Regions from separate parts of the Mus musculus genome. Here all the other regions are linked to region 1. The links are chromatin contacts, called in public Hi-C and HiChIP or PLAC-seq maps. All regions are on one chromosome and are shown on one strand. Each heading gives the region's core, a stretch centred on a gene start, on an enhancer-like site or on the middle of the called end of the contact. The rest is flanking DNA. Distances are from core to core; before and after follow the strand shown. Region 1 holds the start of Ddx18 (DEAD box helicase 18). Region 2 holds the start of Dpp10 (dipeptidylpeptidase 10). Region 3 holds the start of Ralb (v-ral simian leukemia viral oncogene B).

What was found. A called contact is a pair of places that touch in the nucleus more often than the background predicts. HiChIP or PLAC-seq counts read pairs in DNA pulled down with a chosen protein or histone mark.
Region 2: a contact with region 1 is called in an H3K4me3 HiChIP or PLAC-seq map of forebrain, with 11 times the contacts expected there. The contact joins the promoter of Dpp10 here to the promoter of Ddx18 in region 1. A contact is called at or near these places in 3 of 39 promoter capture datasets (cranial neural crest, hippocampal neurons and second pharyngeal arch cranial neural crest) and 2 of 115 datasets of contacts at active chromatin or transcription factors (embryonic forebrain and forebrain).
Region 3: a contact with region 1 is called in a Hi-C map of CD8 T cells, with 6 times the contacts expected there. The contact joins the promoter of Ralb here to the promoter of Ddx18 in region 1. A contact is called at or near these places in 1 of 39 promoter capture datasets (pre-B cells), 1 of 484 Hi-C or Micro-C datasets (CD8 T cells), 1 of 115 datasets of contacts at active chromatin or transcription factors (large pre-B cells) and 1 of 9 other capture datasets (liver).

The regions. Positions count from the first base shown.
Region 1 is chr1:121,566,061-121,571,149 of GRCm38.p6, forward strand. Ddx18 (DEAD box helicase 18) reads right to left here and starts at 1,920. Exons shown (of 13, transcript NM_025860.3): 1 at 1,731-1,920; 2 at 1-108. The coding sequence starts at 1,815.
Region 2 is chr1:124,042,690-124,047,778 of GRCm38.p6, forward strand. Dpp10 (dipeptidylpeptidase 10) reads right to left here and starts at 2,870. Exons shown (of 26, transcript NM_199021.3): 1 at 2,683-2,870. The coding sequence starts at 2,754.
Region 3 is chr1:119,501,860-119,506,948 of GRCm38.p6, forward strand. Ralb (v-ral simian leukemia viral oncogene B) reads right to left here and starts at 2,923. Exons shown (of 5, transcript NM_022327.5): 1 at 2,718-2,923.

The DNA.
Region 1 (5,089 bases), core at 670-3,169:
AGTCCACAGGCACAGAACGTTTCAGGGCCTTTTTCACTTTTCCACCTTTTCCTGTTTCTTTAGGCACATCTCCATTTTGAGGTTGGGACAGGCTTGTGTCTGATGTTTCTGTTTAAAAACAGAACTTACACTGTGACAAGAGAAAGCTTACTTATAAACACTGACCTTCACAGGAGAAATTATGGGTTTTCTGGAACCCCAATCATTTAGTTTTTCTTGTATGTTCACTGTTAAAACCAAATATTGGTACTCTATTATAGAAAAGGCACATTTTCTTTATGGAAAAAAAAAATGTCAGTAAAGGAAAGTTGTTTTAACTTCAAAAGACCCTATCTGTTTACGGCTATATAGAAATTTGTGACAGAAAAATGTCAGCAAGATCACATAATTAAATCAAATGATTAGTAAACAGCAATGAGGAGAAATATATATTTTAACATTAAGCATTTGGCCTGCTGGTGTTGGCACACACCTTTAGTCCTAGTACATGAAAGGCAGAAGCTGGTGGATCTCTATGAGTTTGAGGCCAGCCTGGTATACAGAGCTAGTACTGGAACAGCCACGGCCAAGTGTCTGATAAATATAACTGAATGATATTTACTTCGCATTCCCACAATTATTACTTATATAATTTCACTTCATTCAAACCCAACTTTCCTAGACTTTGGTGAACTGAAAATTCAGTAAACGAAAACCACTCATTAAAACCCTATTAAAGCCCCAAACTATCCTCACAAGTTTTCCATTTTCATACAAAGAGAATGAAGGCAACACCATCTTTAATTTACATCATTACCCACACCAAGAAGTAGCTACTAAGTAGCATTAATTATTCTACAGGTACTAAGTGAAGGAACATCAATACTTTTGCCTAAAATCCACCATCCCCTCTGGGATGTCTTTCAAATACTATCTGTTGAAAATTGCGTGGGTCTAGACAATTATTCAGCGATCCTCAACATACTGATCTCTCGACCCCCCAACCCCCACTACAGTTGTCTCATACCAGATATTTACATTACGATTCATAATAGCAAAATTACAGCCATGAAGTAGCAACGAGGTTATTTTATGGTGTGTGTGTGTCAACACAATATGAGGAACTGTATTAAAGGGGTACAGCATTACAAAGGCTAAGAACCCCTACAGGTAGGTAACCTAAACAAGCTACAGAAACTGCAACAAGAAAGTGACATGTGTAAATTTTTCATTTAAGCCCTTGTGCCAAAACCAAGACGTTAAGGAATTCACTAAGTTGTGCGCGACAAAAAACACTGGGAGGGTTCTGCCTAACATATGAAGAGGATCGCTGCAGGAATGAAAAGAACGGGTTTGGGGGAGAGAGCTGTATCACTGGGAAAGCTCCGAGGAAAACAATTCGTAAGTTTGGGCAGGGGATGAGATCGAGCAATTAAGTGAAAGTCGGGAACCGTAATGGATACAAAGTTCTACGTGGGGACTAAAGATGCTGATGGGGGGGTCTAGGGTAATCTGCAGGTTTTCTTGCCAATAGAAAGTTGGGGAAGAAAGTCCGAGGCCTCCCGCTTTCACCCTGAGTCGAGAAAGCCACGCCGGCAAAGGGCAGAACCAATGAAGGGTCCACGGGGGCTGGGACCCAGGCGGCCTGCTCGTGCCGCGCATCCCCGGCTCCCGCCGGAAGCTGCCCAGCGCACCGCCGAGTTCCTGGGTTCCCCACGTCGTTCGCCAGTGCGGGGTTCAGCACAGCTCACCTTGCAGCTTCAGGTTTCGCTGCCGCAGCTTGGCATTCCGCTTCTCGATCTTCCTGCGCAGGAGTTTCATCTGTAACTGCGACATCTTGCCAGGCCGCCCAGCCGTCTGCACCGAGACAGATGCACGTGCGCAATTGCAAGTCGGAAGTGTACCGCTGGAGCCTGCGGACCCGCGGGGCGGAAATGCTTCGGGCGGAAACAGTTCCTGGTGAGAGCTGGGTTCCCTTTGGAGACCGAATTTCCTGCAGCGCCCCCTGGCGACTGGAGGACGACTCGTTGTGAACCCGTTCGCCTTGCTAATGGCCCCAGAGTTTTACAAACCAAGACTGCACAATAAAAAAGCCGATTGGAAGACGGAATTCCTTGTGGCTCAGAAGAGTCTCTTTCCCTTCACTGCTAGAGAGGTGCCAGTATCCTGTCAGAAGAGGTTTAAGTCTTAAAACCTTCTTGGGAGACGGGGATGGTGGTGTTCACCTTTAGTCTCAGCGTGAGGGAGGCAAGAGCAAGTGGATCTCTGAGCTGAGACCAGCCTGGTCCACAGGGCAGCACTCCACCCCTCCACCCCAGTGCCTTCCAAACAAAACAAAAAGACTAAAGAAACAAAAACAAAAACCCAACAACAAACCCACTTCAATTTGGACCCTGTATCACACAAACGTCTTTTCTCACCGTATAGTTTTCCCTCAATTTTTCAGGGCGTTGCACTCTTCTTTTCTTTTCTTTTCTTTTCTTTTCTTTTCTTTTCTTTTCTTTTCTTTTCTTTTCTTTTCTTTTCTTTTTTTCTCTTTTCTTTTCTTTTCTTTTTTTCTCTTCTCTTCTCTTCTCTTCTCTTCTCTTCTCTTCTCTTCTCGTCTCTTTCTTTCTTTCTTTTTCTTTCTTTCTTTCACTTTTGTGCTAGTTTGCGGTAGATGTATGGTGAATGACATAGGTAAAACACTGAATTTTTACACAACTTCCACGAAGACAGAAACACAGTTACAGAAAACATACCGACAGGGAAGTTCGTGCGCTGCCTGAGAAAGATCCTGGTTTCAGGATGGACATTTGGGTGATGTCTTCCTTCAGCCTCCATTGTGCATAGATTGTGTGTGTGTGTGTGTGTGTGTGTGTGTGTGTGTGTGTGTGTGTGTGTGTGTGTGTGACAGAGAGAGAGAGAGAGAGAGAGAGAGAGAGAGAGAGAGAGAGAGAGAGAGAGTCAGCAGTCAGTCAGTCCCGGGATGGGCATGCAGATAGAGTCTTTAATTCAGTATTGCAGTTCTGGGTATTGAACCCAGGGCCTCTTTCATGTCAGTCACCATTCAATGGAGCTACACATTACTCCTAAGTCTATAGAAGTATTATAATTGGGGCTGAGGAGATGCCTTAGTCTATAAAGTGATTGCCTTGCAAATACAAGCCCTGAGTTCCATCTACCTCTCATAGGAAGAAAGCCAGTTGTACTGGTGCTCAGAGGCCAGCATCCCTGTAAGACCAGGTCTAGGAGAAACCATGTCTCAAGATGGATAGTGACTGACATCTGTGATGGCTATTCTTGTTGTCAAATTGACTACCTCTGGAATGAACTACAATCCAGAAAAGGAGGGCACACCCGTGAAAGATTATTTTTCTTGGTCTAAAGTGGGTGAATACACTTCTAGTTCAGACCTTTGAGGGAAGAAGACAAACACATTTGATCTGGATCTTAAGGCTGGAAGGTACACATTTAATCTGGGCCACATCTTCCACTGGAAGGTATAAGGACATGAACATGGTCTTTGCCTGCTTGCCTTGGTCTTGCTAGCCCATCTTTTCTTCACTGGCATTAGAACCTACTTCTTTGGGATTTCAGCATATACTGAAGACCAACTGAGACCACCTTGTGGCCTGAGCAACTACTGGATTCTTGGACTTTCTGTTCACAGCTAGCCACTGCTGGATTAGCTGGTCTGCAGTCTGTAAGTCATTCCAATAAATTCTATCCTGTCTGTCTGTCTATCTATCTATCTATCTATCTATCTATCTATCTATCTATCTATGTAGAGTCATCCTATTAAATTCTGTTACTTCAAAGAACTCTGACATCCAAGGATATCCTTTGATGAAAACACACATGCACAAACATGCGCGCGCGCACACACACACACACACACACACACACACAGGGGTGGAGTGGAGAACATTTAAATTACACAACTATGCTTTACCCATGCTATTCTTTGAAATTTCTCCTGGGATCCTTGAACCAAGAATAGTGTCGTAAAGTAAAATGTAGATTCTTATATTTTAATCAGAGAAGAAGGGCTTTGATTCATGGGATAAATCAGTCTGTTGTACCAACACCTTAGAATCGTTAGAAGTAATGATCACACTTGCTCTAATCTCTGAAATAAGGCTCTTTCTTTACCTTTGTTGTTGTTGTTATTGTTGAACTGAAGATTAAATCCTGGTCTTTAGGCATAATGGCAGGAATCATATCCCCAGAACACACGAAGTGATCGTCTATGATCTTTTCAATACCATTTTCTACAAAATTCACCACTCTATAGTATATAGGAGTCTTCAAAGTGCTGCATTACTGTAAATATTCTATAAATTAGCATGCCATGCTGCTATTTCACAGCCTGGTTGTCTTTAGGCAATCAAATGGCTGTTGCCTGTAGGGTCACAAAAGCTATAGGGCTAGAACAGACTAAATTTGAAATATTTTCTTTGTGTGTGTGTTTGTGTGCACTTGGGCATGTGTATATGTGTGCAGGTGCCTATGGAGGGCACAAATCAATGACCTGTGTCTTCTTCAATAGCAAGTCTGTTTTATTGTTTTGAAACAAGAGTCTGTCACTGAGTGGAGAATTCACTGGTTCCCCCGGACTCTCTGCCTACACTTTCCAGGAATCTTTCTGTCTCTGTCCACGAGTTTCACGACTACAGATGTCTACTGCTAGTCTGCCGTTTACTTGGTTGACGGATTCAGACTCAGGTCCTTATGCTTGCACAGCAGGTACTTTACAAATGAGCTGTCTCCTCCGCCTCTCACAAATGATATTCCAGTCACTCTCCATGAAAAACTAGGAACAGAAATATTCAGGATTCAGCGACAAATCCAGATGGAACATATTTTTGTGTCTTTGAAAGTTTGATGTTTATTGCTGAGCTCATCCTTTACAGGGATATCTGGTTACTTTAAAATTAATTGTTGCATGGTCATGGTGGCACATGGCCTTTAATCCCAGCACTCAGGACACAGATCTCTGTGAATTCAAGGACAGCATGGTCTACAGAGCAGGTCTAGGACAGGCAGGGTTACACAGAAAAAATCTGTCTTGATAAACAAAAACAAAACAAAAAATTAATTGTTTATCTCTGGGCTGTGCACTCTGAAC
Region 2 (5,089 bases), core at 1,620-4,119, 2.5 Mb after region 1:
CAGCAAATGACAAGAGGAAGCAGAGAAAAGGAGCCCTTTATAGGCTACGATAGTTTCCGGATTCAATGACCCCCTAGCCACCACCATTCCCAAGAATGACTTTTCTTGCCCCGTGCTAAATGCATATATGTCAGATGCCACAGGGCAAGGCATCTATGAGGCTCATGAAAATCACTATCACAGAAAGTGAAAGACCTTCTGGACAACATTCAAAAGTCTAAATCACTCAGAATCAATACACACTGAGTGAGTAGCTGGAATACGCCTCCTGTTTAATCACCGAAAAGAACTGCATGAAGGTAAAAGTTAAGTTAAATTTATGAATTTTTATTTTGAAGTATTCTGGCAGCCAGTACAATTACTGTAACATATCTAGCATGACATGAACATTGTCTGATTATTTGAAAATTTTCAAGGCATAGTGACTGAATCTGTTCAATTCTTTGTTTCAGACCATAACTTAAGCATTCACAATGGCCATCATTTTATATATTAGTCTTTGAACAAGGAGAGTCCTAGCTACAAGGATTCCCCAGGAATTTCTGAAAGTATCCTCTGAGGCTAATGTAATAGTTATATCAGCCTAACTTTGCATTTACAAAAATCACCCTCTTCCAATACATGGACTGTATGCATATTACTCACACTTTGAAATCATGTGCAAGCACAGAATCTCTTTTAAATACCCAATTAGAATTAGACTTCTGCAGATGACCACTCTCTGAATATCTGAAATAGCCATTACCAATATTCATGCTAGGGAAATAAATGAATCCACGTTCGAACCTCTCTTACCATGTGAATTTTAAGTGTCAGGTTAATCCTGACAAAGGGATTTGCCACGCATATATATAGTGTGCCTCTGTATATCTGCCTTGCCTCTTGCAAACCTCCCCCACCCTTCCAGAAGCTGTCTGCAGCACCTCAAGTTACCAGCTGGTGTCACAGGTTAGTGAGCAAAAATTTCATGTGTAGACTCTCTCCTGGCTAATCATTCTTATCGGTTACATCCCTCCTGGAGCAGTCGAGAGTCCAAGCCTTGTGGATAAAATTTAAGGACTTCAGCCTTAAAAGGGAAGATTACATCCGTGTTCCTCTCCTGAAATATTTTTCAATAAGTCTGCCAACCAGTCTCTACATGGTGATGTGTGCTGATGGGGGAGGGGGGCAAAGAAGAGGTATAAGAAGAGGGGACATTGTGGAATAAATAATATTTTAATCTTTGCCTTCTTATCTAAGGGCGAAGAATGGGTGGTTTAAGGCTGCAGACGCTTCATAAACTGCAATTTTTACCTCACTAAACAGAGAGAGCTGTAAAGCACTGAAATTTTCCACCTGTGTGAAACACATGTGCAGGGAGATGGGATGGGATAGGAGAGGGAGGAAAGAGACCACAAGCCAGGGGAGATGACCAAGACTGGAATATTAATAACAACATTCCTGGCATCCCTTCCTCTGCTTCAGCATCGCTCTGGGCAATTTGGACAGCTCCTCCAAGGCTACAGTGTTTAGAATACCAAGAGCTGAAGAGCTGGGGTCTACTTGCCTTGTATGGTCCCCCAGCCCAGTCACTGCACTTCTAACTGTGAGCTGAGTGTCTATGCTTAAAACGCCTCTAGCAGCCTTCCACCGACAGTGCGCTCCTTGGGCAAAGAGCTTGGCGCTCCACCTCCTGCATCTCGCTGCGGGATCATCTAGCTCCATAGCATTGCGCTGACCAAGAATGGCCCTCTTAGTCCAGTTGTAATTGATGTAAATATGATCGCATCTCAGGCAGATTCTACAGCCTCCGTCCTCCTTGAGAGAGCTTCGCCTCGCTCCTGATCCCTCCAACTTTAGAAAAAGCGTGACTCAACTCTCAAATCTCCCCCAAACCAGACCCAGGAAACAGACATTTCTCCATAACATTAGGCTACAGATTGTCTAAAGACCCAAACAACACCAACCCAAAAAGGGTGGCAGGTATCAAAGGACGCAAAGGGGACAGTAATAACCAATCAGCCAATACAGGGCACCTTAGTTCTGCAGGGCACCTTAGTTCAGCAGACGCTACACATCTAGACCCAACAAACCACCAAAGCCAGACCTTCCTTGCCATTCTGAATGATAAACGCCTTTTATTCCCTCATGCTCAGTTTCACCCGGCAGACTAGAGAAGTCCTCTTTTCCCACCCTGCTTTTCCATCATGATCCTCTCAAAAGAAAACAGAAGGGAAACTCTAATAGCTTAAAGGTCGTTTGCCTACTTCAGTATCTCCAGCCAGCGCGCGTCTGAGCCAGTGAGACAAGGCTGGACCTGTTCAAGAGCCAGTCTCCAGGACAGCGCTAGATCCATTCCAAATGCGTTCAGCAGAAGTCAAGACTCCCCACGGTAGAACAGATCACCCCTCCATCCCACAGCAGCCTATCTGCCTTGGCACATCTCCAGCCTTTACCTCTCTGCCCGCTTCCCCACGGCTCTCCACCTTGAGCATTCTGACGCCAGAGCGCACTAGGCTGCTCTAAGTTCCTGCTGGGTCCATGGATGAGACAAGAGAGCCTGGGAGTCGGGCGGAGGGAAGATGAAGAGAGGCAAACGTGGGAGCGGATCCTGAGGGACTAATGTGTGTGTGTGGGGGGGGGGGGGACACTGATTGGAGCCACCCCTCCCTGGAGGGATAGTCCCTAGAGGCCAACTCTCACCTGGTCGGCTGGCTGCGACTGGGTTGCCCTGGCCCCTGGGGTGGGTTGCTGCTCCTGCTTCATGGCTGTCATCCCCTTGCCGCCCGCGTCGGAGCTCACACTTCCTCGCGGGCACTTCACACTCGGGGACCGTCACTTGGCAAGCGATCGCATGTCACAGACGCCCCGTCGCTCTCGGAATTGGCGGAAGAGAAAAGCAGCGGCGGCAGCGGTGGGGTTTGGGGGGGGGGGGGGAAGGGGAGCGCCAGGGAGGGGACGGAGAGCGGCAGCAGAAGCAAGTAGTCTCCCTCTTTTGCAGGATCCCTCTTTTCCACTACCGCAGATCCTCGGACTCCCCACTGTCCCCGCCCCCCCACCACCACCCGAAAATGCAGACACCAGATGCGACCAAGTGGCAAGTTAGTGGAGCGGCGGGCGGCTGGCTGCCAGCACCTGATCGCGCCGGAGCGGTGGCTTGCAACGCCGGAGGAGCCAGGCTTTCATTCTACCGCAGTCCGCCACCCGCGCACCCGCACCGCCGCCGGCCCTCGGGGCTCCCCGCACGGTGCTCAGCGCGCCAGGTGCAGCAGCAGCAGTAGCAGTAGTAGCAGCAGCAGCAGCAGCCAGGCTTTGCGCTCCAGCATCTCCCGAGCAACCTTAAAGCGCGCGGGAGACAGCCCCGTACGCGCTCCCCACTGGTGTAGCCCAGGCCGCCAGGCTCTACGGGCTCCCCCCAGCCCCCCGCCCACCCCCCGCGGGCTCTGGATAAAACCCGGAGAAACGGAGTGTGAGCTAGTGCAAAAACCCTTGGTGGCTCCAGAGCGGCCACTAGGCATGCTCCAGCACTTCGAGAAAGCAGGGGTAGCAGGGGAGGGGGTGCGAGGGGGATCCCCGCCTGGGGCCCCACTGGGCGTGTGCGACACCTGTCTGCACCGGAGACATTTGTCCCATACAGTGACCCAAGGGTGTGCATCATCTACTGACTTAAGGCAATAGAAAGGCTTTAACTTCCACCTTGGATTCCTGAGATGGCTGAACGCACTGGAATCCCTAAAGGTTTGTAAAAAAAAAAAAAAAAAAAAAAAAAAAATTGACATTAACCACACATGGTTCTTCTTTCCACATCCTTTTTACTGCATACATTTTTTTTTTTTAATTCTTAAGTTCTTCCTCTCCATTCAAGCCATTCCCATCCCGAGTATGTTTCCCAGAACATTTGTCCAAACAGGAGATAAGAGGAGGGGGAACAAGGGCTAGATTAAGGCTCTGATCCTCTCCATTCGCCTTCCACCTTTCCACCTGTATGCAAGAGCTTAAACTACAGCGTGGAGCCTGGGACCTGGAGCCCTGGTACAAATCAGAAAGTCAGCCTAGTTTAGAAGTGGAGCACTGTGGGCTATAATTATCAAAGGTCACTAATTTCACCGGCACGTACCTGCAGGTGGCTCTGTCCAAGTTGCGCAGAGGAATATATTTTGGTAAATGGAACACAAGCAATGTCCTAGTCTCTGATTTCTGGGTCCACAGAGGATTGCTCATCACTGAAAGGCAAGAGGGAGACAAATATCCCAGCATGGGTTTTCTCCCCGAACCGAGTTGGTCCTGGGGCTTGAACTCTGGTGCTCATGCTCCATACCCGGGAGCATCTTTACCTACAGAGCCAGCTGGTGCTTTGATAAATTCAGTAGTTGGGTAGAAGGAACAGAAACCTTGGTGTTGGGTAGCTGTGTGGGGGTATGGTTAGCTAAGTGCTGTCTCCTTTCCTGTCCCAGTTACTCTATGAAGTTGCCACTTGTCAACTGTCTACCTTTGCTAATTGCGTTACTAGAAAATTATGTTTACCCCCAACAGTCATAAAAACAAATCTGGGTGAAGGCAAACCTTTACTTTTCAAACATCTGTGATCCCTGACTTCTTGTGAATGTTCTATTTGTTCTGTTTGAGTAGAAATAACATTTTGATGGGAATAATTTTACTTGTTGTAAAAGTATAAAGCATGTATAAAAATGAAATACAAGTAAAATAGCTAGTCTATAAATCTAGCAACCCAGATTTTTCCCTTCTATGTCATTTGAGTGGCTGGGGAGACAGCATGCATTATTCAGAAAAATGCGTCCATCTTTACATTTTGCTCATCTCTTCATTATTGGAGTGTACGAATCCTCTCAAGCGATTCCATTTTGGACAATTTGCTCAACGTGAGGGAACTTACTTTATGACAGATTTCTTTCACATGGAGAAAGTATGAGGCAGGAATAGTGGCTTCCATTTGGGATAACTTATTGGATTGAATTCAGTGGCTGAACTTGCATTCACTTTTAGTATTCAGTATAAAATTTACTTTACTTTCAAATCAAGACATAAATTGTTACGTGCTTCACTAACTCTGGTGCCTGGGAGAAAATCTTACTTTCAAGAATAGGTTATT
Region 3 (5,089 bases), core at 1,673-4,172, 2.1 Mb before region 1:
CCAAACAGACAAAACATCAAGAACCAGCCCCGAGTACACCTCTAATTCCTCCACCATTAAACATTCACGAGAAACTCTCCAGACTCCATTTAAGGTTCCAATTCTCATGTTTCTATCTTTACGTGTCTAGGTCCTATTTTCCAAAAGCTATCTAGTAACTCACACCCACACTTTCCTGGAACAACATCTCCTCGGGCACAGTAAAACCTCGCTGGGATCTCAGATAAGAGCAGCCGTGCTGTTTCCAGTGGGAAGTAACTGGAAAGGAAGGGGAGGAGCTGGGGAGCAACCCTGGGGATGGGGGCTGCTTAGTCGTGCACAAGGCACTGTCCAACTCCTAGAACATTGTAGTGTGTTTGTGTGTGTGTGTGTGTGTGTGTGTGTGTGGTGTGTACATACACATTGCGCACAAAAATAAAAATTCTGAGGAGGGGGCTAGAGAGATGGCTCAGTGGTTAAGAGCACTGATTGCTCTTCCAGAGGTCCTGAGTTCAATTCCCAGCAACCACATGGTGGCTCATAACCATCTGTAATGGGATCCGATGCCCTCTTCTGATGTGTCTGAAGACAGCTATAATATGTTCATATACATGAAATAAATAAATAAATCTTAAAAAAATAAAATAAAAAGACTCTGAGGAGGTCAGAATCAACAGAGCACCTACAGGGCCCACACCGCAGCTGGTTTCCCCTAACGTTAGTTTCCTGTGAGTGGGACAGACTTAAGACCCCACTTAAAAAGAAAGAGAAAAGCTCCCACGCCAAGAGAGTGCTTAGTGGAGAGAGGGGCTTGCCACACAAGCCTGACAACCAGTTTGGTTCTGAAAATTAAAAGAGGAAGGAAAAGAAAAACTCTACAAAGCATCCTCTGTCTGCCACATGTGTGCATAGCATGCGTGCGTGCGCGCGCGCACGCGCGCACACACACACACACACACACACACACACACACACACACACACCATAAGTAACCTGGTGGGGGCTGGGGAGACGGCTCAGCAATTAGGAGCATCTGCTACTCCTCCAGAGGCCTGCTTGGTTCCCAGGGCCCATGCAGGGCAGCTCACAACAGTTTGTAACTCCAGCTCCAGGGAATCCCAGCCACGCCCTCTTCTGGCTTCCAAGGGTTCCTGTCCCACACATATGCACACATAAAAATAAATCTAAAAAATACAAACATATATACAGATATTTGCATAGTCACATGTAAATAAAATTACAAGAATGCATACACATACACATATATACTCATACACTCATGCACACACACACACACATCACAGCTTCAGCAGGGGGGCATTTCATGGAATCCTAGAACCATGCCCACTCCCACACCTTAAACACTGCCTACTGGATTGGAAGCTGACAGTGGGGGTGGGCAGCCAACTCTTTCAGAGCTCAGAGAAGACAAAGGGCCTCCTCTAGACCACGGCACTAAGAAAATTCCAGAACCAGGCTGGGGATTTGGCTCTGCTGGTAGAGTTCTTGGGCATATAGGAAGCCCAGAGTTCCAGCCCCACCACTGCATGGACCAGGCATGGTAGAATACAGTTATCACAACACTCAAGGGGTAGAGGCAGGAACGTCACATGTTCAAGGTCACTCTAGCTATCTATCAAGTTCCAGGCCAGCCTGCGCTACAAAAGATCATGTCTCATACACACAAAGTTCCAAAACCAGGATCAACCTTGGCTCACACCTCCTTCTCAATATTCAGCACCTCCCTTTATGGCTCTCACAATTTCACCACCTCAATCCAGGCTTAAGCGGCGCCACTTTGACATGTTCTGAGACTTAACATGTAAGATTCTTGCTCTGATTAAAACTATCTTCACTTGGCACATCCAAAGCACACTCCCTGCCCCTCTGAGGATAAGCCTTGATCATTCAATAAACCCAAACTTAAGAAAGGTGGTTAGGAAATGAAAGCAGAGCCAGAGCGAGAGGATCTCTGTTCTTCAGGGATTGAAGGCAAGTGAGGGTAAGAACTATCAGTCCATTCCAGACCCTCTTCCAGAACACCCTGGTAACACCAATCCCTAGATTCCAGGATTCACTTGGAAATGAACTCTAGGAAAAAGGACCCTGCTGTGGGTGCCGCGCCCTCTGGGGACACTCAAGTCTGGGCCACAAGCAAGTCTGAGCCACGAGCTGACTTGGCTCAGAGAACCGGGTCAGGAAAACCCTTCAAGCCACGGTGCTTCTAAAAACCACCTTTGATGCTAGTCACACTCTGAAAGGCAACTGGAAGACAGAATCAAAAAGTAATTCACAACCAACAAATCCCTACAAACTTCTTGAACCCAGCTCCCAGGTCACCCAAAGTACAAGTTCCTACCTTTAAGAAAGAAGTTTGGGCAACATTTTATGGATCTGAAAGGGACGGAGGAAGTGGACCAACTCAGGAGGGAGGCCCGAAAAGGCAGGAAGTGGCCATTTGTGGAAAAAGGGAAGGACAGGCAGCAAGGGAAGAGAAACTGGGGCGCCTCCCCCATGTCCTCAGCACCCCCAGATCCGGCTGGGAGTCTCTCCGGCTTTCCCAAAAGACACCTTTCAAGCCAAGCGGGGCGCAGTCCGGGGCGTTGTCCTTCATGAGACGTGTCCCTCCCTCCCAACGTGGAACTAGGAGGCCTGCAATCGCGCGGAGAGCGTACTCACTTCCCTATCCTAGGGCGCACCCCTCGTCTGCGGTCCCCTGCGGGGCACAGCATCCTTACCTGGGGGAGCCGTCCCACCGCCGCTCTGGCTATGCGCACAACCAGAATCGCCGCTCTCACGAGCGCCCCGCCCCGTCCTGGGGCCGGACCCCAGCTGTCCCCAGTCGATTTGTCATTGAGGAGTGGTGAGCTCGCGCGTCCCCACCCCCCGGAGCGCGTTCCCGCTGTCCGCCCGGCAACCCTGTCCTCTCCAGAGGCAGCCCTCCCTTCCGTTCTCCGAGGCCACGCCTATTGACCAATCCGAAGAGGTACTTCCAAACCTTCACCAATGAGAAAACACATTGAGTGTGTGGGCGTGGCACCCACGGAACGGCCCCACCCATTCCCCCTTCCTTTCGGCTCCCCAGCCGGACTCGCGCACGTGACCGCTGCTGCAGTGGCAGAGCTTGGGAACTGGTCTGGGGACGCCGGGGCGTGGGCGGGTGCACTCCTGGGGAAGCCGGAGCCAGGCCAGAGTTGTGAAAAAGCCAAGAAAGACTGAGCTGATAGAAGCCAATGAGGAGGACTGTGTGGCCAAGTGTGGCCTGCGCCCTAGTGTGGAAGGTGATAAGCAGCTTTGAAGACCCTTGGTCAGGGACTGGAAACTCCAGGTGGCATCGCCTCTAGCTTCGCCCATGACACCCTACTAGTAAAGGAATTACAGCTATTAATTTGACCTAGGTCACAGGCCAGGTCAGGAACCCTAACCCTAGCTATAGCCAGCGGCAAGAACTACAAGCTGCAGGCTGCCCTTCATCACCCTCCTACGCTCAGGAGCTTATTTTCTTACGCGTTTTCGACTAGGGTTGATTTTCCCAGCTGAACATTAGCCACTTCTCACTGCCACAGTTGTGTGATACCCCACCCACCCGTACGAACTGGTGCTTTTCACTGTATGGTAATTAATAATTCAACGTTTGTTTCTGATCTTTAAGGAGGGAAACAGTGATAACCGTAGCCCGCACTGTGTAATTATTCTTGCTGATAATTCTAAACTAGGATACTTGTATATTATATCAGAGGCTTTTGTGCTTTGTTTAAATGGTTCCATACCAGCAACTAACAGACCTAGTCCTCCCACTGACAGCATAAGGAGAAGCCAAGTCTCCCTGGGCTAGCAGGTGGCTGGAGGGGTAAAGACACCCGCAGAGACAAGCCCCACAGCCTCAACAGACTTGGACCCCTGTAGACCCCTGGGAACCACATAATGGGAAGAGAAAACTGGCTCCCTCAAGTTGTCCTCTGATGTGCACTCCCTCTTCTCTCTCTCTCTCTCTCTCTCTCTCTCAACCTTCCTCCCTCTGCACACGCAAATTTAAAAGAAAGAAAAACTGCCAGGGCTCTTAAAAAAAAAGATTTATTTTATGTGCATGGGGGTTTCTTTCTCTTTTTGGGGGGTGGTGGTGGGAGGGGAGGGGTGGTCTTATTTTATTGTTTTTTGTTTTTTGTGTGAGACAGGGTTTCTCTGTGTGACTGCCCTGGCTGTCCTGGAATTCACTTTGTAGACCAGGCTGGCCTCAGACTCATAAAGATCTGCCTGTCTCTGCCTCCTAGTACTGGCATTGAAGGCATGCAACACCATGCCTGGCTATGTGCATGGTGTTTTACCTGCACTGAATCTATGTACACCACATGGGTGCTGAGTGCCTGCAAGAGAGGGTACGGATCCCCTGGAACTGGCATTACGGGTTCTGAACCATCGTATGGGTGTTGGGAACTGAACTTGGGTCCTCTACAGAAGCAACAAGTGCTCTTAGCTGCTGAGTCATCTCTCCAGACTGTACAGGAGGCACTTTCAAACAGCTCTCTGCAGAGTTCATAACCTGGGAGAATCACACTGAAGTCTGACAGAGTCAGGAAGTATGGGCTGAAGGAGAATTCCTCCACGTAACCAGCAGTCATGTAATTAGAGAGCACTCAGCCTCCATGCACCTCTGATCCCAGCTAGCCAGTAGGAGCAATACCTCTAGCTGTAGGTACACAGGGCTAAATGAGGTTACACACAGAGTTAATGAGAAAAGCACAAATGCAGACTACCACGGTGAGGGGCAGCAGATGCCATCGTGAAGGCTGCAGCATGTCCCGACTTCCTCCTCAGGCAAGCCTCGATGATCAGATGCAAGCTTAGACAATAATCTGTCCACGCGTGAAATGACGCTTCAGGAGACAGAGTCAAGAATTGGTTTACCAGACAGGCCAGAATTTCCCTGGTCTTGCCCCCTCCCACCTCCATGTAGCCCCGAGGCTGTGGCCCACCTTTCCTGGAGTGTGTTACAGCTGTTCCTGTCCCTTCCACACAGGATGCACTGGGCTGTCTGAAAAGGCTGATGCGTGCTCTACTCCTGGAATTCATGAGTTACACTGGGACCCCATCCTAAGAGTCTTGTTCAAGG